6 separate regions of the Mus musculus genome follow, and all the other regions are linked to region 5. A link is a contact called in public HiCAR-type, HiChIP or PLAC-seq and promoter capture Hi-C data. All regions are on one chromosome and are shown on one strand. The core of a region is the stretch at or near the end of the contact, and the rest is flanking DNA. Distances in the headings are between cores, read along the strand shown.

Evidence for each region. Promoter capture Hi-C pulls out the DNA fragments that hold promoters and counts their contacts. HiCAR-type assays count read pairs that join an accessible place to other places. HiChIP or PLAC-seq counts read pairs in DNA pulled down with a chosen protein or histone mark.
Region 1: a contact with region 5 is called in a promoter capture Hi-C map of stem cell-derived epiblast-like cells, with 5 times the contacts expected there. The contact joins the enhancer-like site here to the promoter of Rnf150 in region 5. A contact is called at or near these places in 4 of 39 promoter capture datasets (cranial neural crest, hippocampal neurons, liver and 1 more) and 1 of 115 datasets of contacts at active chromatin or transcription factors (stem cell-derived neural progenitor cells).
Region 2: a contact with region 5 is called in a promoter capture Hi-C map of cranial neural crest. The contact joins the enhancer-like site here to the promoter of Rnf150 in region 5. A contact is called at or near these places in 8 of 39 promoter capture datasets (the 3T3-L1 cell line, the C10 cell line, the HPC-7 cell line and 4 more), 1 of 484 Hi-C or Micro-C datasets (stem cell-derived neural stem cells) and 1 of 115 datasets of contacts at active chromatin or transcription factors (the 230-238 cell line).
Region 3: an H3K27ac HiChIP or PLAC-seq map of large pre-B cells shows a contact between it and region 5, with 6 times the contacts expected there. The contact joins the enhancer-like site here to the promoter of Rnf150 in region 5. A contact is called at or near these places in 6 of 39 promoter capture datasets (the 3T3-L1 cell line, the C10 cell line, hippocampal neurons and 3 more) and 1 of 115 datasets of contacts at active chromatin or transcription factors (large pre-B cells).
Region 4: a contact with region 5 is called in a HiCAR-type map of astrocytes, with 9 times the contacts expected there. The contact joins the promoter of Inpp4b here to the promoter of Rnf150 in region 5. A contact is called at or near these places in 5 of 39 promoter capture datasets (the 3T3-L1 cell line, cranial neural crest, embryonic stem cells and 1 more), 1 of 15 datasets of contacts at CTCF or cohesin (stem cell-derived epiblast-like cells), 10 of 115 datasets of contacts at active chromatin or transcription factors (the 230-238 cell line, astrocytes, craniofacial prominence and 7 more) and 3 of 9 other capture datasets (adipose tissue, embryonic stem cells and liver).
Region 6: an H3K4me3 HiChIP or PLAC-seq map of embryonic forebrain shows a contact between it and region 5, with 6 times the contacts expected there. The contact joins the promoter of Gab1 here to the promoter of Rnf150 in region 5. A contact is called at or near these places in 1 of 39 promoter capture datasets (hippocampal neurons), 4 of 115 datasets of contacts at active chromatin or transcription factors (astrocytes, embryonic forebrain, forebrain and 1 more) and 1 of 9 other capture datasets (liver).

What each region holds. Positions count from the first base shown.
Region 1 is chr8:81,526,370-81,530,062 of GRCm38.p6, forward strand. All of the region lies in intron 2 of Inpp4b (inositol polyphosphate-4-phosphatase, type II), which reads left to right. Among named protein-coding and RNA genes, the nearest start is that of Gm51582, 190 kb to the left of the region's middle. Within about 2 kb of position 1,537, at least 11 of the 459 cell types and tissues checked have an H3K27ac peak or open chromatin away from gene starts, as enhancers often do. A contact at or near this core is called in stem cell-derived epiblast-like cells, where this site is marked.
Region 2 is chr8:81,809,732-81,813,506 of GRCm38.p6, forward strand. All of the region lies in intron 7 of Inpp4b (inositol polyphosphate-4-phosphatase, type II), which reads left to right. Among named protein-coding and RNA genes, the nearest start is that of Gm25267, 340 kb to the right of the region's middle. Within about 2 kb of position 2,445, at least 48 of the 459 cell types and tissues checked have an H3K27ac peak or open chromatin away from gene starts, as enhancers often do. A contact at or near this core is called in the 230-238 cell line, stem cell-derived epiblast-like cells and stem cell-derived neural stem cells, where this site is marked.
Region 3 is chr8:81,634,167-81,638,168 of GRCm38.p6, forward strand. All of the region lies in intron 2 of Inpp4b (inositol polyphosphate-4-phosphatase, type II), which reads left to right. Among named protein-coding and RNA genes, the nearest start is that of Gm51582, 290 kb to the left of the region's middle. Within about 2 kb of position 2,220, at least 33 of the 459 cell types and tissues checked have an H3K27ac peak or open chromatin away from gene starts, as enhancers often do.
Region 4 is chr8:81,340,728-81,344,544 of GRCm38.p6, forward strand. It overlaps Inpp4b (inositol polyphosphate-4-phosphatase, type II), which reads left to right and starts at 1,835. Exons shown (of 25, transcript NM_001024617.3): 1 at 1,835-2,070. Gm51582 (classical arabinogalactan protein 9-like) reads right to left here and starts at 1,926. Exons shown (of 2, transcript XM_030243908.1): 1 at 1,527-1,926. The coding sequence starts at 1,915.
Region 5 is chr8:82,861,236-82,864,803 of GRCm38.p6, forward strand. It overlaps Rnf150 (ring finger protein 150), which reads left to right and starts at 2,121. Exons shown (of 7, transcript NM_177378.4): 1 at 2,121-3,255. The coding sequence starts at 2,775.
Region 6 is chr8:80,878,427-80,881,932 of GRCm38.p6, forward strand. It overlaps Gab1 (growth factor receptor bound protein 2-associated protein 1), which reads right to left and starts at 2,053. Exons shown (of 10, transcript NM_021356.2): 1 at 1,106-2,053. The coding sequence starts at 1,177.

The sequences.
Region 1 (3,693 bases), core at 287-2,786, 1.3 Mb before region 5:
GTCCTTGACCCATCTTAGTACCCCCTGTGGGGTGAACCTTGCAATTCAAGTTTGGATCTTTGTACAAAAGTGATATAATCTCTTTCATCGGGTTATATTGCAAGAAAGTCAGTGATGCTATTTTAATGAAGAAAACACAATAACATAGTTATCTTAGTAGTTACATAATTTTAGGACTTTAAAGATTGTTCCTGTAATTGAAATATATTGTAGAAATGTGGTTCTTTTTCTAGAGTTTATTTTCACTTGACACAAGTGTCAGTTTTCAAAATAGGATAACAATTCTAATTCTTTAGAAAATCTGTTTTATTTCAATCCTAGTTCAAGGTTACATTGAGTAGGTACTGTTTTAGGGGAGAGAGGAGAGATGAGGAATGAAGGAGGTGGGGTAGAGAAGAACACTGGAAGGGAGGTATGGAGAGGCAAGGGGAGGGGAGAGAGGCAGGGGAGAGAGGAAGGGGAGGGAAGGAGAGGGGAGGGGAGGGGAGGGGAGGGGAGGGAAGGAGAGGGGAGGGGAGGGGAGGGGAGGGGAGGGGAGGGGAGGGGAGGGGAGGGAAGGGAAGGGAAGGGAAGGGGAGGGAAGGGAAGTGAAGGGAAAGGGAGGGAAGGGGAAGACTGGAATTCTTGCCAAGTAATTACCTTGAATATTCTGTCTGTAGGAAAAATGTAAAGAGAAGTGGAAATTGGTAAAATTAATTAATTTCTTGCAAAATCACTTTCCACATCATTAGAACATTTGTTTTCAAATGTCAGAGGCAGATAAAATCTTTTTTGCAGCATACCCTTCTTCAAGTGAGCTGAAGCCCACAGAATACAATGGTAGACATGTAGCATCTCAGAGACTCAGACAGACAAAATTGCCCTCAGAACAGAAAACTGCTGTGCTTTTTATGATCTTTAGAGTTGTTGGTGCATGGACTTAGGATAAATATGAGCAGACATCGAGAAGCATAGACAACAGGCTTGCCAGCTATACTCCTTACAGACTGAAACATTAAAATCCTACACAATAAAATTTGTTACATTAAATTCCAAGTAATTGTGAGACATGTTACTAGAAACCGTGGTAGTAAATGTGACTACATCTCTGCTTTCTGTTATATGACCTTCTTTTCATAATTCCCTCTCATTATTAATCATTTTTATTATTTTGTTATTTTAATTTCTAGCATCAGAAGAAAACAACTTTAGGGAGCCTTTTTGTCCTTCCCCTCTCTGCACCCTCTGCTCCTTCCCTCTCTTCTCCTTTCTCCCTCTGGTCTCTTCCTCTCCCTCTCTCCACTCTTTCTACTTTTGACCTTCTTTTATCCAGATGTTTGCTTTAATGTAAAAATTAATGCCACTTTAAATCACATCCTTTCATCTTAAGCTTTAAATACCTGCCCTTTCCTATCCATTTAATCTTTTTACTTTCTCTTCAACTTTACCCCGTACTCAAAGGCAGCTAATTAGTCAGCATCCACAGCAGAGGTGGAGAAAGGGTTGCTCTCATTTCCAATGCCTTTTATCTCGCTAATGAACTGCATTCCGAACTTTGAGAATTCTGATTTGGTTGAGGGGATTTCCCTGCTTGTTAAGACCCTGGTGTGGTCCTGGCAGCTCTGGGTTATTTGAAATCAGTTGCTCTGGGCAGCCTGCTCTCATGTTTATGTGTGAATAGACATATCGTGTCTATACTAGGAAAGAAGATCAGCTTCATGTGCATGACTCAACAGAAGACTATAGTCTTGAGAAAATGATGCTAAGGTGTATTTGAGACTGCTTAAAGGACCACGCACATACAGTCAATAATACATACTGAGTAAGATTGCAATAAAGTAGAATTTTATGCAAAACCTGGCTGAATAATATACTTACTTATGTTGTCTGTATGTTTGACTGAAAACTTACCTGGTCAAGTGACCTTTTCCTATATAAAAGCTTAGAGCCAGGCTGGATTGCTACTCTCCTTGGCTGATGAGAAGAGATATTTTCAAGAGAATTTATGTAACTATTTGGATTTTGTTATTTTTGAAGGTCTGTGTGGAGAGTTTAATTCATGTCCATATTGTAGGTTTAAGCCAAATCATCGTGTCTACAGAGTTCCTGAGGATAACATGAGCCATGAGTGAGGAAAGACAAGCATGGCCATGCCAGTGGGTTCCAGGTGACTTTCATATTTCAGGAACTTTTCCTAATTCCTAAGCAAAAAACCCACATAAAATGCCAGGTTAATGGAAATCAAAGATGGTGGAGAGGGCATATGGAGGATTGATAGACCAGCTCTAGAATTGTAGTTGATGAACTAATACACTATTGGTAGAAACAATTAAGATTAAATGCATTTTGTGAAATCAATGACTTCAATTTCTAAGAGCACACAAGTAAGTGGCTAAAGGAAGACACTTGAAATATACAATTTCTGGAAGCCGTTTTAGTCTGGAGAGGGGCCTTTGATTCTCTAACTTTCCATCCTTTTGAATTTTTATAGTTATTTAGACATGAATGACTATAAATAATGATTTATGATGCTTAGTCATAACCACATAACCACATTACTGGAAAAACCAAATAGCCTTTTAACTTGGAAGTGAAGTTAAAACAGAGAATCCTGTTAGTTGAAGTCCTTTCCTCTGGGGATGTGACAGGTAAGAGTGGCAGTAGGACTTGGCACATGCCAGGTAATTTGGGAATGCAGCATAGCAAAGAGCAATTTGCTTTCCTGATGATTTCTTGGCTGATGTTCTTGGCACGGTAGGAGAAAACCAAATTAATAGGAATATGTGAAGTTTTAATGTCTGATGTTAAAATACCATTTTAAAATTAGACTAAAAGTGATCAAGTATGGTTTGACTCTACCAAGTAAAACCTGTAATTAAATTCATGAGCAGTGATTCTAGAACTCTGACTCAGACTCAAAGGTGGTGAATGGTGAGGCTTGCTGAATCCAGCCAGCTGGTCACCTGCTGAAAAGAAAAATGGAACAATCAAGACTGAAATAGGTCCTTCATGGACAATCACTGTCTATCTTGAAATTTAACTGTTCAAGGCTTTAATGTTTCAATTAAAACACACCTTTGTTTTTAATGTATTGATAGTTGGATGGCTGAAGAACTAGAGAGTATTGTCTTAACATGATGACTGACAAAGGGTCTTCCCTGGGAAGTTCTGCACCCCATGTTGATAACACAAAGGGGCCCTGTATAGAAGTGCTCCTGTTGAATAGGTGCTTGGTAGCTCTTCATATCTAGACCCCAAAGTTCTGTGTGGGGTTGAACTTATTTACTCATAGTTACTACTGTGATGATTATTTTATTAATAGTTAACTCATGATTCTCACCCCCACTCTTTCTCAGTAAATGGGTTTATATACATCTGTGGACATGAGATGGCCAGAAATCCATGAGTATGTGGAGGACGGTGGTCCATGCCTGGTATCTTCCTGAGTCACTTTTCCACAGTCTCTCATTGTACCTAGAGCATGCTGATATAGTGAGACTGGATGCACAGCAAGCCTCGGGGATCCTTCTGTATCTCCCTCCCCAGTGCTGGGATTGAAGCACATAGTAGGTCCTTATGCTTGTGGGACAAACACTTTGCTTATTGAGTGATTTCCCCAGCCTTCTGCTTCTCAACCTTTCTGTAGCAACTATTTTAAAATATGGATTTCCTATTTAGAATGAAAACCTAGTAACTTACCTAACTCACATCATT
Region 2 (3,775 bases), core at 1,195-3,694, 1.1 Mb before region 5:
GTACTCCATTGTGTAAATGTACTACATTTTCTGTATCTATTCCTCTGTTGAGGGGCATCTGGGTTCTTTCCAGCTTCTGGCTATTATAAATAAGGCTGCTATGAACATAGTGGAGCATGTGTCCTTATTACAAGTTGGAACATCTTCTGGGTATATGCTCAGGAGATGTATTGCTGGATCTTCAGGTAACACTATGTCCAGCTTTCTGAGGAACCACCAGACTGATTTCCAGAGTGGTTGTACCAGCTTGCAATCACCAACAGCGGAGGACTGTTCCTCTTTCTCCACATCCTGGTCAACATCTGGTGTCATCTGAGCTTTTGATCTTAGCTATTCTGACTGGTGTGAGATGGAATCTCAGGGTTGTTTTGATTTGCATTTCCCTGATGATTAAGGATGTTGAACTTTTTTTTTTTTTAGGTAATTCTCACCTATTCGATATTCCTCAATTGAGAATTCTTTGTTTAGCTTTGTATCCCATTTTTTAATAAGGTTGTATGCTTCCGTTCTTACTGGATACTTCCATGTCTGTCTCCATTCTTACTGGTCACTTCCATGCTCTCTGTTCATGCATAGGAGTGCCTGGCAAAGCAGGGATGGGAGAGAAGACATTTTACCATGTTTATGCTTTTTGAGTTTTAAAGGCAACAAGAAGCACACATTTTGGTTAGGACCTGTTTCAACAAGATCCCTTTCTGTGAGGCATTGCTGCTCTAATGGGTATACATCTCAACCTATTGTCAGGAGTGATTGCAACTAGAGAGTCTTGATATGAAAATTAACTTAGAGTTTGCATAATACAGAAGATCTGCTCTAAATATCCATGTTTCCCAGGGTATCTCCCATATTCTTTTTAAAGGTTTGACTGTCAGGGTAGTTTTTAAAGTACTTTGCATATTTTATAGGTGCAAAGAATTTCTGCAGGAACATTACTGGCATTGAAGCTTGAATTCTGAGTTCAAGTCCCAGGGTTTCTTCCATTCTACCAAAAGGTTAAGCAAATGTTAGGTATGTGAAGTAAAGACAGTGGCAACTACTCTAACTCTCTAGGAGAGTTATCACAGTCCTCCTGCCCAGGGAGAAGGCAACCACACTACCTATCTGAATACAGTATTTAAAGGAATCATTTATTATGCCAGAAGCTCCTGTGGCTCTAGAAAATGTCAAATGAGCCCTTTAAATTGACATTGAGGTCCCAGGCAACAGAAGGGAGACAACAGGAAACACTACCAACACTTGGACTTTGGAAGGAAATGACCAGTGGAGTTGGCTTTAACTGATATCCAATGAGTGTTGGCAGTAACCCTGGCTGAGGCCTGAGAGCAAAGACTTCACATAGGGAGCAGGAAAGGCTGGCCCAGGGGTGGCCCTAGCAGGTTTGGAATAGTGCTGCAGCGCTGGAAATACTGCCAGGTGGTCTCAGCGCCACTGCAGGGAGGACAGGCAGAAGGGTGATCAGTGAGAGAGAGAGACAGCATCTTTCAGTGTTTACAGACGTTCCCTATTAAGAAAGCCTAAAGAAGAAACAGTTGTGACAGTGGAAACATAATCTGGGGAGTCTCAGGCCCTTCTTTCCATTCTGGACTTGGAGCTTAGATTGAGAAGATTGGTAAAATGCTTTGCAACAAGAAATGCAAATTTAATCTTGAGAGTAAAACCATAATTTTGTAAGCATTAACATTCTAGCTCTCTTAAATCTTGAAAAAATAACAGTGGAATAGGTATTCTTAAATGACTTCAATGTTGTCAGAAAGGTTCCCAATAGTACTTAACCAGTGTTTACATCACATGAGGTCTACTCATGGTTGAGGCTCAATGGCTTGTGAGTAATATGCTTATTTTGCTATTATAAAGTAGTGATAAATACATTAATGAGGGTGTAACAGTTATGGAAAATATTTTATAATACCAGATTGATAGAGTGATTTCTATATTCCTTTTTACTCCCATGCATTTTCTTCAAAGACATTGTAAGAAATTATTGAATATTTTCAGAAACTATTAATGATATAAAGAAGCCTGTGCTTCACATGTTTTAGAGAACTGGTCTTTTGTCTCTGTAAGAGATAAGAACCAATCCCTGTGACTGCTAGTCTAAATCTTGCTGTCTTTCTAAGTAGTTTGATGATAGTCCTTTGACTCAGCTAAAGATCTGCAGGATCGTGTGGTGCTAAATTGCTATGAAAAAGTAGATCTGGATTCCTAGCAACCTTGCTTACAGGGAGAGAGAAAGAGAGGAGGGAAGGTGGATGGAGGGAGGGAGGGAGGGAAGGAGGGAGGGTGGAGGGAGGGAAACTGTGAAAATAACATCCCTTTTTACAATAGATTTCTTTTTCCTTTGATTTGGGAAATGGTCCTGCAATGTTCCTTTCATCTTCTGTGCTGGTCATTCTTGTTGTCTGGGATTACCTCCACTAAGAGGCCTGTCTTCTGTGATGTCGGAGTTTCTATTGAAATAAAGATATGTAGCTGATAATTGACTGGGAGTTAATTTATTTAAACACAGATTGTAAACAAGTGGCTATCGCCATGACGATCTTGGCTACTAGACAGAGTATGCAGCTAAGCTAATAAACAGACAAATGTAGCAGGAGTCTGGCAGGGAAACAACAAATCTTTCTTGCTGAAGGGAAGAAGTTGTAAAAAAAAATTGAAAAAATAAAATAAAAAACCCTGGAAAACTCACAGCTGCTCCACTCCTGATGCTGGCAAGGCTGAGAGCTAAATACCAGCTTCTTCAGCAACCCTTCAGTTTGCAGCATCCCCAGGCTGTGAATGTTTTTTAGCCCCTTTGAGCACCAACAGAGTAGCTTTGCCTGGGAGGAGGCAGTGAAGAGAACTCTGGGGGCTCAGGGGACAATATGGCTTTACTCTGGTGACCTGCTGTGGCCTTACAGGGAACTGCTCTTTTGTGGATTCCTTACTAGAGATATTTTAGGCATAGCTGTCCTGAGTCAGGCCACTTCTGGTCTGCAGGCAGGAAGTATTACTGCTTGAATTAGCCCATCATCAAACTCCTGTTTAGAAAGATGAAGTTAGTTCTTATATTCTAGATTGACACTTGTGAATTATTTGAACAGGGCCCTGGCTCATTGGGGAAAAAAAAATGTGTCTCTTATGCCTAACATTCTGGGTTAACCCCAGTATTGCAAAGGAAAGTAAGAAAGAGATAGATATTCAAAAGGCCTTCCATCTACTGATTCCATGCTTCTCCTCCATCATTCTCTGCTGGTGATGGATGCAAACCTGATTTTAACTCCTAATTGATTACTAATCTGATTTATCCTGTAAAGGAAAATATTTCAGAAATACCTTTTTTTTGATCAAACCTTATCTTGGCACATCTGTATGCTAATGCCTTGAGTTCTTTAAGTAGGTGAATATTGCCACGTTATTTTCACCTTCAGTCAAAACAATTAATAGAAAATAATTGACTTATGATTGATGAATGTACAGACTTTCTGGTATCCCCTCGGGAAACAGGGGTAGGGTGGGTCTCAACCCTCTGCTGTATCATAAGCTAAGACTTCAGGATGGAAGACTATTATTCCCAAGATGGACCTAAGAGTATCTTTGCTTTCCATGGTCTTTTACAGTCACATAATTGTGCCTGTTGCTTCATAATTAAAGGACAGCATTTGGAGTTATGGTGTTTCTCATGTCCTGTTAACCTTCTCAGAATCACAGGTCTCTGTACCCTCCATGTCAAATTAAGGGATGAAATTTCAGACTTCTTCCTGGGTTCATTTGCCCAAGAGTGAGTCCAAGTTCGAAT
Region 3 (4,002 bases), core at 970-3,469, 1.2 Mb before region 5:
GAATTGAGTCATCAAATTTTAACTCTCTGAAACAATAGGCCAAAGTAAACCCTTCCTTCTTGAAACTGCTTTCCTCAGCTATTTGGTCAAAATGATATAATGCTAAAGAACACAAGAGTCTTCAAGTTAATTCAGATAGAAGTTAAGATGAGTCATATTTTCTTCAACTACCATACACAAGGCATCTTTTTATAGTATCACTAAGGAACTAATGTTTTTAGTGTTATGAGCATTCAGGCAAATGAATGTGTGTTTGCTTGAAAGCTTATGGCTCGAAGTGTAGTTCTAGGAGTGAATATCTACAATCAAGACCTTGTTTGATATGAATATATACTCATGTACATGTACTGCTGATGAATTCTCTAGATCATAGCTAGAATGTCAACATTATTTTTTGTTGATTCCTGTCATAGAATTTGCAATAAATAATTTTTAATGAATCCCCATTTTTAAAAACACTCCAGATTGTTGGCTGCCCTTCGTGCCATGTAGATTTAATCAATTTAGCAGTGGGTATTGAGTATGTTCAGTGTTTAAAAAATAATGATCACAAAGAAGGAGTATAGCACACCACTTATGTAAGGGCTGAGTGGATGATTAGCAATCAAGACCAAGCTGTGCTATTTGCTTCCTATCGTGTAAAGGTCATGTGCAGTGAACAGTTCTGTTTTGCAAAATCCTCAGTTTCAGATGAGAATGGTGTTGTTTAGATTTTGTTTAAGTATACAGAAAGATATTCCAGTGTGGTTTAAAGTTGATAGAAGGTCATAAAAATGATACATTTTTTTAAAAGAATGGTTCCATCTTAAACTTGTACCCAATTCAGTTTTATACTATTTTCTTCAAATTTTATTGGTAAATTATGAAATAATTTGAAGTATTTATTTGGAGTGATTTTGAAGCTATTTGGAAACAATTCTTCAATTAGAGAGCTGCTTTAATTTCCTCCTGCATTTTCAGCTAATAGCTAGTTGCTAAGGCTTGGTAGGCATTCTCCCCCATGCCTGCTTCTCTCTTCTTTCCACTGGTAATTTTTTCCATTGTTCATGAGAGCAACATCTTGTATGTAGTTCTCCAGTCTCTGTACAAGGTGAGTATGCTGGACTTCCTTTAAGGACCCTATCACTCCACTCTCTCATTGCAATAAGAACCTATTTCTCCCACTGCCCATTGCCATCACCTTCAGAACCAGTGATGACTCAGAACTCGCCAATTTTAGTCAAAATTTACTACTTGCATTTTCCTGCACAATCTATGGACTACACTCATTGTCCTGATATTTAAGTGTTATTGACTTGATCACTTCTTTTAAAACTTTAAAAATATTAGCCAACATGGCAATGTTGTCACTTACATTATAACACAACCTCTATGCAACTGTTCAGTGGTCCCTGGTTACAAGACAAAATCAGTGTGTGAGGAAACAGAGCAGGAGACATACCCAATGTGAGTAGTCACTACTTGTTAAAAGTTGATCACAGTTGTTAAGTGCATGCATTTTAGCACAACCCTACAGTAAATCTGTATAAAATGTGGGGACTACAAGTGGAACAGAACAAATCACATCACAGAACAAATACATAGTGTGCTGAGGGGAGTCTGGATATGCTCAAAGTGGATGTCCAAGGCCGTGTGTGTGTGTGTGTGTGTGTGTGTGTATGTTTGTCTGTGTGCTTGTGTGTGTATGTGTGTGTGTGTTATAAATGCAGTTCAATTATCTTTCCACTTTTTGCTGATAAGCATAATCAAACTCAACTAGCAGCAACATTCTCATGCTTCTAAAGAGTCATTTCAATTTTGGGCAAAGGCCAATGACCACAACTTTAAATTGCACATTAAAACAGGGTCTATCTCATTTCTGTAGCTGGGATAAGGCACTTTGACCAAAAGTAACTTAGTAGGTAAAAGCTTCTATTTGATTTATGTTGTCAGGTCATAGTCCATCACTGCTGGAAGTCCAGGCAGGAAATCAAAGTCAAGCCTACTTTCTATTTTATGCAGTGTTTCTCTGGACTAGGTAACTAAAGCGCATCCAAGTGAGTACAGCAGAAACTCCAGGGGAAAGGTGCTTCTTGACTCATGGAGGCTCATCCTCAGCTGGCTTCCTCATACAGCTCAGGACCTCCTGTCCAAAAAATTATAACACCCACAGAGGGCTGAGCTCTCCATTGCCAGTTAGAAATCAAGACAATCCCCCACCCACATGGTTACAGGCCAATTTGGTCTAGGGAATTCCCCAGCTGTGTTTCCCTTCTGAGAAATCAAGTGTGTGTGAAGTTGACAGTTGAAGCTAGAATAAGCAGTAACTTGGTTTCAATAAAACTGCATATCTAGCTATCTGATAATGGTTGCTAACATTTAGATCAGTTAACAAAGGTGTAAATAGATTATTTTAAGTACGTAAATTTTTTTGTTTCAGTGTCATGTAATGTAAGACACTAAGTATTGAATGCCAGCCACACATATTATGAACATGAGTTTTGATTCTAAGAATAACATTTGACTTAGACCTTTTGCTTCCTTAACATCACCAGAGAATGTATATGCAAACAACAAATGAGGAAAGGCCCTACCCTGAGGTACTTGGCCAATAAAATAAATGTTTGAAGTCAAGCCATTGCTCATTTCAAAGTCAGTGGATAAATAATGCTTGCCCGTCTGCTGTCTGTGGCAACAACAAAGCTTAGATTGCCTGACAACAGATAGGAACACAAATGTAATATAAAGTTAGCCTTCCAAATTTCATGAAAAACAACAAAAATTAAAACTTATGAAAGGTAAGGACAGAATTATTGGTTTTGAAAAAAATATTCTTACTCAAAACAAACTATTTATTATATTGTATGTTAAGTTTCATTTTATGCCTTACATAGAAAAACAAAATCAAGGAAGATGAAGTTTCATACATCCAAAGCCACATATAATATTATTTATGTACTGAGTCATTCCTAGGGTTGGGCAGAAAGATTTATTATTTTGGCTGAGTTTTGGAGTAGATACAATAAATTTTTAGATAAAGGAGCAACTATGGAAGCAAAATAATATATTTTCAAAATTATAGGTGAGCTAGTATATTATGTACTTTGGAAAAAACATGTTTATTGAGGGAATTTTCATAGACTTTTATAGAGAGGAGAGTTACCAAGACTCTCTATGTCCCATGACTCTTTTTCCTTAGAGCCAAAGTGGGCAGCAGCTATCTCTCTCTTTTTCATTCCATTTTTATTAGGTATTTTATTCATTTGCATTTCAAATGCTATCCTGAAAGTCCCCCATACCACCCTCCCCTACCCACCCACTCCCATTTCTTGGCCCTGGTGTTCCCCTGTACTGGGGAATATAAAGTTTTCAAGACCAAGGGACCTCTCTTCCCAATGATGGCTGACTAGGCCATCTTCTGCTACATATGCAGCTAGAGACCCATAATCAGCCTCCAAAAGCAGACACCATTGCAATATGCCAGCAAGATTTTGCTGAAAGGACTCTGATATAGCTGTCTCTTGTGAGGCTATGCTGGTACCTGGCAAACACAGAAGTGGATGCTCACAGTCAGCTACTGGATGGAACACAGGGCCCCCAATGGAGGAGCTAGAGAAAGTACCCAAGTAGCTAAAGGGGTCTGCAACCCTATAGGTGGAACAACAATATGAACTAACCAGTACCCCAGAGCAGGTGTCTCTTATCAGTCAGGACCTTGCTTGGTTAGTCACCTCTCTTGTGTTGTTTTTTACTGTGTTTCCAAAACTACGAGGAGAAGTGTAGTGAATACTTATTCTTAAAAATGATATTTGTAATCGTCTTCAATTCCCATAATGACAAATACAGAATCAGAGTTTTAGATATAAGGAGCTGTCTTAATTAGGGTTTCCATTGTTGTAAAGAGACACCATAACCAAGGCAACTCTTATAAAGGACAACATTTAATTGGGGCTGGCTTACAGTATCATCATGGTGGGAAGCATGGCATCGTGCAGGCAAACGTGGTGCTGGAGAAAGAGCTGA
Region 4 (3,817 bases), core at 585-3,084, 1.5 Mb before region 5:
ACTAACCAACCCAACCAAACAAATCCAACCAAGCAACTAGCCAACCCAAACCAATCAATCAACTAAACCAGTCAACTAGCCAACCAAACCAACCAATCAATCAACCAACCAATGAACTAACCAACTAACAAACTAATCAAATGAACTAACCAACCAAACCAGACAACCGACCAACAGAACTAATTCAACCAACCTATCAGCCAACTAACCAACCCAACCAACTAAACTAACCCACTAGCCAAACAAACTAATCATTCAAGCTAGCTAACTGACCAAAGGAATCAATCCTAACAACTTACCAACCAGCCAAACCAAGCAACCAACCAAACCAATCAACTAACCAAACTAACCATCCAAACCAGCTAACCAACCAACTTAACCAACTCAACCAACCTATCAAACAAGCAACCTAACCAATCCACCCACCCACTCAATTACCCACCCACTAACCAACTCAGCCACCAACCAACCCAAACCAACCAACCAACCAACCAACCAACCAACCCAATCAACCAACGGAACCAACCAAAGACACCCTCACACCACCACTAGCACCCCGCCCCCACACACATAAATTTAAACCATCAAACTCCCTGCCCTCATCAACAAAGATAATATCTAGTAGCAAATACTTGGGAAGTAAATGGATGTCTCGATTCAGGCAGTGACAGCAGGGGTGACAGCTGGGGGCAGACACAGCTTCCCATTTTGTAATACTGTAATACTGTTAAGCACTGCCTTAACCCAAATTGATTTCACTGACTTTAAGATTCCAGGCTCTTTGTGTGACAAATGTCACACTTGTGTACACGCGTTTTTACTTTATTTAGAGTGCCAGTTTAAAGGGTTGCAAGGAAGAAAAAGGACTAGTGTGCCTTTGTGGGTAAGCTCTGAGAAGAATTACCTCTGAGCAGAGTGGACAAAACCTCTCTAGGAAAGCCGCCAGGTGGCACCTGTAAGGCGCAGATGGAGAGAGTCATTTGCCCCACCCCCACAGGCCGGACTATCCAGACTACCCCTCACCCCTCGGGTTTGTTCGCGAGGAAGTGGGGGAGTTTCAGTCTCTTTCCAGACAGCGTGATTACACACCAAAATTTTCTGACACCTCAAACACACCGAGGGCGGATTGTCTCCACACAACCAGGCTGTCAAAGGCATGAGCCTGGTGGTTGGGAACACTTAGGCACTCTGCAAGGTGGGGAGTGGCTGTGGGCTGCCCCTGTGCCCAGGTCTGCTCAGTCTGGGTCTAGGGGAAAACACTGGCAAGGGAGAAGCAGTTCTCAGGACCGTGACACGCAGAAGTCACCAGAACGTGGGACAGCGCTTCACACTCCTCTAACGCCCAATCCTCCTCCCAGGGACAGTCAGTGGGGACTAGTCTGAGCTACCTTCTCACATCCTTTTACATTTCCGCCTTCTGCAGTCTCTTCTCCTGTCCGGGTCGCATTGTGATTGCCTTGCCCCCCCCCCCCCCCGCCCCGCGCGCTTCGCCCCTGTGATCCCGCACCCCAGGATTGGCAGCTGACCCCAGAGACAGCAGAGTCTGAGTGGTGGGTGTCAGTAAACAGAAGCAGCGTGTTGTGGTCATTTCGAGCTGTGCGGTCGGGCCACCAACTCCATCTGTGGCAGGGAGGCGAGCTGCACCAGTTGCGAGACTGCTGCTGTTCCTCTTTGGTGGCTGGTTGGTGACATTGGGAGGAGACCGCTCCGAGGGAGTGAGCCTAAGACGAGGAGGAAGAGAGGCAGGGCGTTGGGGGTGGGGACGTGGCGACAGTGCCAGGGGGCGTGTGAGCTGCGGGCGAGGAGCAACTTCTCCCGGGCGCGCGCTGCGGGGCGGCGGGCGGAGCGTGAGCTGCCAGCCCAGAGCAGGGAGCGGGGAGCGGGGAGGCTCGGCCCGCGCCCTGCACGCTACCATCCTCCGGGTTCCCAGCCCCGGGTGCTGAGCTCGCCGCTATAAATAGCAGGTTACAGCTTCTGCTTGGGCGCACACGCTTTCACTGGAGAACGCAGGAAAGTCATCCTGAAAAGTGTCTGCCGCTGCTATCGCCCCCTACTCAGCCTCTGCAAGAGGTAACATCCTGCCTGGGATCCTGGGGCTCGGGAGGGAATTTTGCAGGGTGCGGAGGGTGAGGATGGGTGAATCCATAGGCTGTAGTCGTGCGCATCGGACAGTTCAGGGTGGTGGTGGTGGGGAGTACGTCCTGCCTGAGAGACAGCTGGTGTGTTTCTTATCAAGTTTCCCAGCTTGCAGCCAAGATCGTCCCTTCAGCCTTGCTTCCCAGGGACCCTGGCTGCTGGTGGTACCCCTGTGACCCTGATTACTGTCTAGTGGAGCTCGCTTGGTCTGGGGTGAACACCACACACACACACACACACACACACACACACACACACACACACGCACACACATATGAGTTCCAACTCCCAGGTGACACTGAGTTCTGGCCCAGCTTATGGTCCCTTTGAGCTGTTCTTAAAAGGTGCTGCAGCGACCTGGAGTGCTTAGGGACTGCTTCTCAACCCTAGTCCCAGTCACTGGCTGTCTCCTGCTTCAGAGGAAGTGGTCCTGGTCCTTAGAACAAGGAAGGCATGCTGGGGTTGCAGTTGCCTAAAGAGCTCTCTTTTCATGGCTATCTCCAGCCCCACCTTCAGCAACTCCTGCCCTCTCCGTCCCCCCAACACCACCCCCCCAAGTCAGGCCTGTTACCCCTAGGCTACCTTCATGTTCTACCTACCCCAAAGAGAAGTCAAGAAAGAGTTAGAAAATCAGGGCTTCAAAGTAAGAGTGGGTGATGAGAGGCTCCTCTGGAGTCTCAAATTTGCACTACAGCCTACTTGAGCTTATCTGGCCCCTCTAGCAGGACAAGGGTCCTGAGCAAACCCAGGAGCCTGCTGCTAGTATGGACTTTCAGGCTTGCAACTGGCTAGCTCTAGGTGATGCGAGAACCAGAGGCACCGGTGTTTGCCCCTCTCCACCTTTGATTTTGCTTCCCTCAGGGGAGGTGGTTTCTGCCCCAGAGGACACCCAGAGGTTTCTGTTTGGAGACAGAAGCTTTATAGGTAGGGATGTGCATATTGATGAGATAGTTGCAGCCACACAAAACTTATTGGAAAAACCCCAGAGGAGAGAGAGGCAGCAGTGCTGTTAGGGGACCGAGGTTTGTTAAGGGAAAGGATGCTCAGTTGATTATGTGGTTCCTGCAGCGTCAACTTACCAGGGAAACCCTGCGGGACATTCAGTCACGCTGGTCTAAATGATGTAGAATGTCTTCTTTGTTCATCTTACTTTATGTTTTTCTTTCTCCTGATTCTGGCTTCCTTGCTCTTTCCAAAATGACATTTGAGGTCATTATGTGGGTATTACATTTTGCTTACATTTCCCTTCAGTCTGAAAGAAGTTATTTATAAAGGTGTAGCTCTATAAAATACATGAAAGAGCAGAAGACAGGGATGAGTTCATCTCTCCTATGATGGGCACTAGGTGGCCCCTTTTATAGGTGTACATCTACATTTAGAGGACTTGTTCGCACAGAAATTTTCTTAGTGAGTTCTGGAATCAGAATGTTATCAATCTGACTTGGTTCAGAGACTCAGCAAGAGAGTGGCTGCCTGATGCTGTGTTAAAGGTAGAGTTAGGAGAGGTTTGGACAAGTGGGTACTGTCAGCTTACTCGGTGTGGGAGGAAATACATTAGCTCATGTTCTTTGGGATATACTCCAGGGAAACATTGACATGAAATCACAGTAATTGATCAGTGCCTCTGGGCTCAGCACATGGGCCTTAAACTCAAACCTGTAGGAGTTGCACTAAGTTAAAA
Region 5 (3,568 bases), core at 871-3,370:
GACCTAAAACCGAATACATCTAAAGCGGTTGATTCTTAAACCCAAAGTGCCCCTTGCAATCTTGGTCATCTTACAAAATGACAACTCTAGTTTGTAAATAAGTGAATCTGTTGGGTTTTTTTTTCCTTTCCTGTACCCTGCTACTTGAATGACAATTCTGAGACTAATTATTTGCTAATAAATGCCTAGGCCATAAGCCATGACTCACTCCCTAACTAGCTCATAACTTATTTAATCCATTCACACTATTCTGTTTTCCTCATGATTAGTTACCTCTCCTTCAGTCCCAGGCTGCTTCTTCCTTATCTTCTTTCTTAGCATCTCTCTGGAATCTCTCTTTATTCTCTCCCTGTTTTCCAGAATCCTCTCTCTTCCTGCCAATGTCCCACTTTCCACTTCCTGCCTCAGCTCATTGGCCATAAGCCTTTATTTATTGACAGGTGATGCATCTAAGAGATTCTCTACACCAGTTGCTTCCTGACTTCTGTATTTTCCTTACCACCCTCACCAAAGCATCAGAGAACAGTGCCTACCCCACCTCCAGAGCCCCCACGAGCCAGTCACTCCACTCCACCTCCAGAGCCCCCCACGAGCCAGTCACTCCACTCCACCTCCAGAGCCCCCCATGAGCCAGTCACTCCTTAGCATGCTCTGCCATTTCCTCAGCATGCGTTTCTCTTGGCTTTCCCCCCAGATTATTTTTGCAGCTCCTTAAGTGCCCTCCTTGCTTCTATCCTTCCTCCAGTACTGTCAGAATAAAACTTTGATGTTCTCATATAACACCACATTTTTCTGTCCAGACATCTCCCAGGAATCTTCCTCTCACCCAGATTAAACTGCAAGGCCACTTAGAATCTTCCCACCATTAATCCCATCTCATTCTTTCCATCGCTCATCTCTCTCCACCCCTGATGAGCTCACTATGGCTTCTGAACACATCAAACACCAACCTGTCTGATCTATTGTACCTACAACTCCTTCCTATTACCAACAACTGGTCCCCTAATAATCATTCAAGTCCTTCGTCCTTTGAGGATTATATTTAGACATAGGATATATCCAGAATCCATCTTCTGTTTTGTGATGTCCAGACCTAGGATGTGTATATTGTGACAAAAACTGCTGGGCTTCTCAGTGCTTCTCGAGAGGCACAGGAAAGAGAACCAGGTGGAAGATATAATGTAAATCATTAAGCACTACCATATTTGTGTATGTATAAATAAGTAGACATTTTATATTACTGGTTTCTGAAACTACAGAAACCATTAATGAGGAAGTGTAACAACCAACCAGATATCTAATTGTTAAAGAATTCTGCTATTAGAACACGACTCTAGGAAACTGTTCTCCACTGGTTTCTTTTAATCTCTGTCACAACTGGAAAACACAGCTTAAAATGGTAACGAACACACACACACACACACACACACACACACACACACACACATACCACCTACTGACGCTGTGAATCCTCTAAGGCAGGGCTATTAGAGTGGGAATGGAGGCAAAATGTCTCAATCTTAAAGTATGAGGAGAGGTCCATTTTCTAAGAAAACTAACGCCATGCCATGAGCTGGCTTCCAGAGCAGAGGAAAAGAAGTCACTTTTACCCACACCACAGACTGGTCCTTAGACCAGCAGAGTGTGCATCACCAAGGACCCCACCCCTGACTTAATAAATGTGAAATTCTCCTGAATTCATGCTGATCAGTCCTGGTTTAAAACTGGAATTCTGACAGCCACTGTCCTAAATATTCAGGTCTGGGGGGGCGGGGGGGAGGGGCCTCATGACCAATCAGTGCTGGGATAAATACCAGAGAACTCTCTGCACATCTTCCAGCAAACGGAAATGCTGTTCCAGAGAGGTTCCTACACTTTGCTGTATTTAAGACTCCCTCAATTAATTGTTCCCAATTCAAAGGCCTGAAGGTCCTTTTTACCTTTTGCCCGCAACTGTCGAAGCCTGAATTTGAGGCCCAGCAGAGGTCGCTGACGCCCAGGAAGAGAGACAGAGTGAGCGTTGCAAGGGGAGCCCAGGAGCTTTGACATCATACTAAGCTCCTCCTTGCACGCGCACATCACACACACACACACACACACACACACACACACACACACACACACACACACACACACACACACAAATACAGACACACACAAAACGCTGTATCCCTCTCCTCACGCTCTCCCCCATCCCATCTGCCCCGTACCTCCCCCTCCCTCGGCAAGTGAGTGTCCCGGGCGTAGCCACCTAGTCTGGCCAGAAGCGCAGCGCCTACTGCCCATGGGAACCCACGCATAACAGGAGCGACCTCCGCGTCTGCAGCGGGACCGATAGTCCCAGCACCGAGGATCTCCAGCACCCCACCCCCGCCCCGCTCGGCCGCGACAAGCAGAGCCGCCACCCCTTCCAAACCCGAGGACCCCGCCACCTCTATGAGAGAAGGCGACACGGGGCAAAGGAACAGGACGCCTGGCAGCCGGACTCCCCCGCAAGTGCGCGGCGCCCGCTCCGCGACCGCGCCGCGATCACCCGGGAAGCCCGATGCCAGCGCCGCGCTTCGGCTGAGAGGGGACAGGGCGGGTTTCTCCCGCTCGTCCCGGATCCGGTCTCCGCAGCGTCTGCGCGTCCCAGCCGGAGCTCCGCCGGCCAGGGAGTGAGTCGCAGCGACAGGAGAACCAGAGTGGCTGCCCGGGGTTGGCCGGGGCAGGGAAAGGAGGGACGGAGCGGGGGGAGGGCGCAGGGGGCGGGGAGGGGACCCCGGAGGAGAGAGATGACAATGTCTCTCATCCAAGCGTGCCGCAGTCTGGCTCTCTCAACATGGCTGCTTTCCTTTTGTTTCGTGCATCTGCTCTGCCTGGACTTCACCGTGGCGGAGAAGGAGGAATGGTACACCGCCTTCGTGAACATCACCTATTTGGAGCCCGAGCCCGGGGCCGCGGTGGCGGGCAGCGGTGGCGGCGCGGAGCTGCACACGGAGAAGAGCGAGTGCGGGCGATACGGGGAGCACTCGCCCAAGCAGGACGCGCGCGGCGAGGTGGTCATGGCCAGCTCGGCCCAAGACCGCCTGGCTTGCGACCCCAACACCAAGTTCGCCGCGCCGGCCCACGGCAAGCACTGGATAGCCCTCATCCCCAAGGGCAACTGCACGTACAGGGATAAGATCCGGAACGCGTTCCTGCAGAACGCCTCCGCTGTGGTCATCTTTAACGTGGGCTCCAACACAAACGAGACCATCACCATGCCCCACGCAGGTGAGCAACCCGGGGGGTGCCTGGCGGACGTGGGGGAGGGGAGCCCGAGAAGCGTCTAGGGAGATCTAGCACCGCCTCCGGGGCACCTCTGGCTGAGAAGTCCGTGCAGCACCAGAGACCAGTCTCTTATGTATGAACCTATTAAGTTTTGTTGTGCGTCGCTTGGGGGACAGGTTACAAGCATGAGAGGTTTCAGTATGTTGGGGGAGTATCGGAGAGTCTGGTTCGGGAGAGGGTTCAAGCTGTGGAGTGTCTTCTCCCAGGAGAATTTGGAAAGTGAGATTTGGGAAACAGGGCTGAGATATTGTTCTTG
Region 6 (3,506 bases), core at 803-3,302, 2.0 Mb before region 5:
CACAAGCAAGCGAGTAGTCCGATGATTCTTGGTGTAGACGCCCCTCCACCAGAAACAGGTTTCATCAAAACAGGTAGTAAACTCTAATTAAGTGGGTACACGTTTTGCTTTTGGGAAACACATTTCACCCTAAAAATACTTGTTTCAAATGCCGGTACAAAGTGTCATTTCTTTACTGACAGGGTACATCGCAAAATTAGCCAATCTGAAGGAAGACTTAGGACCCTAGATTCCCGATGAGGATATAGTTCCACTCAAGTATTATAGGCTCCTTCAAGATACAGTTTTCCTAACCGTGAACACAGTCATCTCACAATCAGCATCTTGAATCAATTACGCAAATACCAGTTAAGCCGTTCTGGTGCCCGGGAAAAGAAACGCCAGCATCAAGAAATCCCTGTTGGCTTCAGCTGTCCCCTCCTGCGGGGCTTGACAGCGCTTCTAAGGCGCCCAAACACCAGCCACCAGGCTCCCCCCAGCGCCCTCCTGCCGAATCAAACCGCCAGGGTTCTCAGGCCAAAATCCAGTGTCCTCAAAGCAAAACCATGAAAATGCTAAGCAGACGGCAGGGTTCATAAGAACTTTTTTCCCCTTTCCCTTGAGCGAATATTTTGAGAAGTTTGCCTATATTATCCACTTCTTGCGTCCACAGTTCACTTCCCTCCACCTCCTGGAGGCGCAAAGGAGAGCGGGCGCGGACCCAATCGAGAACCCATGAGTACTTACTACCTCCGCGGTTTCTCGGGGAGGGGAGATTTAACAGCTCCATGAGAATCTGATACAGATAATAAAAGAAGGCTCTTTCTCCCTGTTTCACTCCACCCTTGCTAAATGGAAATAACAACAACCAAAGTATGCAGCCAGTTTTGAGCTGGAAAACTGGGCTTCTCTAACAGGCAACGAGGCCTACAAGGGAGGCAGTCTGCAATATGGAGGGAGAAAGTTTGGCCGCCGAGTGGACGTCAGGGTGGGAGTGGACCGCACCCGGTCCGGAGCCCGCCGGCCGAGAGACGGATCGAGGAAAAGGAGGGCGGGATTCGTGGAAGAGCCAACCGGGCGCGCAGGCTGCTGCAGCGGGGCAGACGGTGACCTGACCTGTACTTACATAACGCTTCAACTTCTTCTCCGGGGGCGACTTGCGGAGCCATCCCGAGCAAACCACTTCGCCGCCGCTCATGGTGCACGCCGTGAGGACTCGAGGACCAGACACCAAAGGGGTCGGTGGACACAGTGGACGCGCTCCGTGCACGGCGGGCACGGCAGTCAAACGCAGCCCAGAGGACGTCTCAGATTCCCCCGACGGGGCGGCCCGGCTCCCCGCGCCCTGTGTCGGCGATCGAACCTCTCCCGCAGATTCGCGGACTGAAGAGGAACTCGATCGGGAACCGCGGGGACCAGGGCTCGCCGACCTTCTTTCAGTGCGCCCTCCTGGCCGCCAGGCGCGCCGTCCCGCCGCCTAGGCAGCGGTCGGGCTCCGCTGGGACTCTGTCCGGACAGGGAGCCCAGAACTGGAAGCCCTGCGCTCCGCCCCTTGGAAACGGGACCTCCCGCGGGTGCTCCCCGCTGCGGACCCCACGCTGCACGCGCACACACAATGCCCGCGCGCGGTGTCCGCTCCGCTCCGCTCCGCCCGTTGGCGCATTCACACTGAGAGGGGCTCGATCTTCTCTTTCCCTCTGCTCGGAAAAGGGCGCCTGGGAAGGCGTGCGGCGTCCGGGTGGCAGCCGGCACAGGGGCAGGTCCTGATCAGCCTAGGGAGTTCGCGGACCAGCAGCGAGGGTCAGGGCGTCGCCGGGCGTCGGGGAGGTCGCGGGTCCGCGGTGGGAGGGTGGGTCTGCGCTCCAGCCTCGGATGAGGGCGGGGATCAGCACAGGGACGAGGCGCAGGGCGGCTCTGCTTCGGGGAGGGACCCCTCTGTCCTGTCCCCTGCGCTCCTCCCCCACCCCGGGGGCGCGCGGCGGGTTCGGGGAGGCGCGGCCTGGGCCCCGGCCCTCCTCCTCCTAGCCTTTCTGCCTCCCCTTCCCACGATCGGTCGCCTCTAGCTTCAGCCCAGACTTTCTCTGAAACTCCTCCGGAGCGCTTCCAGCCAAAACAACAAGGGCTGGGGAGGCGGGGCCGGCGCTGGGAGGGAGCGAGATGGCAGAGGCACCCTGGGATCTGTAGTCAGCAGGCGCGCTGGGGTCCTCGCCGCCCCGCCGCCCCGGGCCCGCGCGCTATGGAAGGCGGCGGTCTCCGGGAACGCAGCGCCACCCCAGTGTGAGAGCGGGAGTGCCGGGCACTCTCGCCAGCTCCGACTGAGTTTGCCATCTTGACAACCCCCAGGGTCAGGAGTTTGTACTCGGCTGTGCCTTCGCGATCCAGAGTTTTCGGAAGGATTTCCCTACTTGACAGTCTGAAAAAATAACCCAGCCAGGAGGAGAACTCACTCAAGCGGGTCCTGGCTGCTCGAGAGACTGAAGGACTGCGTCTCCCGGACCAGGAGCGCGCTAGGACCCTCACTGTGCACCCAGAGACCAAGGGGGTGGGGGACCTCCTGGGTGCCTAGGGCCTGACCCAGGAGCTGTTCTACCGAGTGATGCTACCGCTTAGCCTCCACAAAGCGTTCAGCTGCGTGTATCTCTAAGACAGGATAAAGTCTCACACTGCTTCCACTCATGGGCTGTTTCTTCCAGTTGGCGTTGTGTTTGTTTAAAACCTGCGCTAGGATGTTGGACAGGAAAAGAAATCATTCTGGGTACCCTAATTCTATTTGCCTTTTTGTGTGTTTTACAGTTATTATATCTGGGCTGAGTTTGACACAGTCTTGTAACAGACTCTTCTTTACGGGTGTGTTTGAAACAAAGCCTTGGAACAAATTTTAGAAGGCAATATAATCAGACAAAAATTTTAAAGAGTTGGGCATGGTGATGCATGTCTTTAATTCCAGCGCTTGGGAGGCCGAGGCAGGCAGATTTCTGTGAGTTTAAGGCCAGTTTTGTCCACAAAGTGAGTTCTAAGGCGACCAGGACTACATAAAGAGGCCCTGTCTCAAAAAGGGAGTTTGTGTGAAAATACAAATAGATAAACAAGCATTTCTGAGAAGCATGAGTTTGGGGCTCTCCTAATAAATGTGTGTTCTGAGTCTGAAACCTTGGGGGTCGTAAAGAGGAAAAGGTGCTGGGAGCCCTGCCTGGCAGAACCCCTGTAATCCCAGGCCTGCCAAGGTAGGTAGGGGAGGGGGAGGGAAAGAAAGACTAGAGAGAGACATGGAGGCAGGAGTGAAGAAATTAAAGAAAGAAAAGAAAAGTAGATGCTAAGTTAATAATAAGACAAAAGCCCTTGCATATAAGAAGAGACAGTGCCCTTTGTTTTTGCCATAAAGTGCTTTTGAAATGGAAAAGTGTAATCTATCTTGTATTATTTAACTTTTGGAATTTCAAATAGAGCTTTTTTCCCAAATAAGTTTCACTTATTCCATTTCTATATACAAAAATCTACACCTGCAGTTAGAAACTTACACCTGCAAC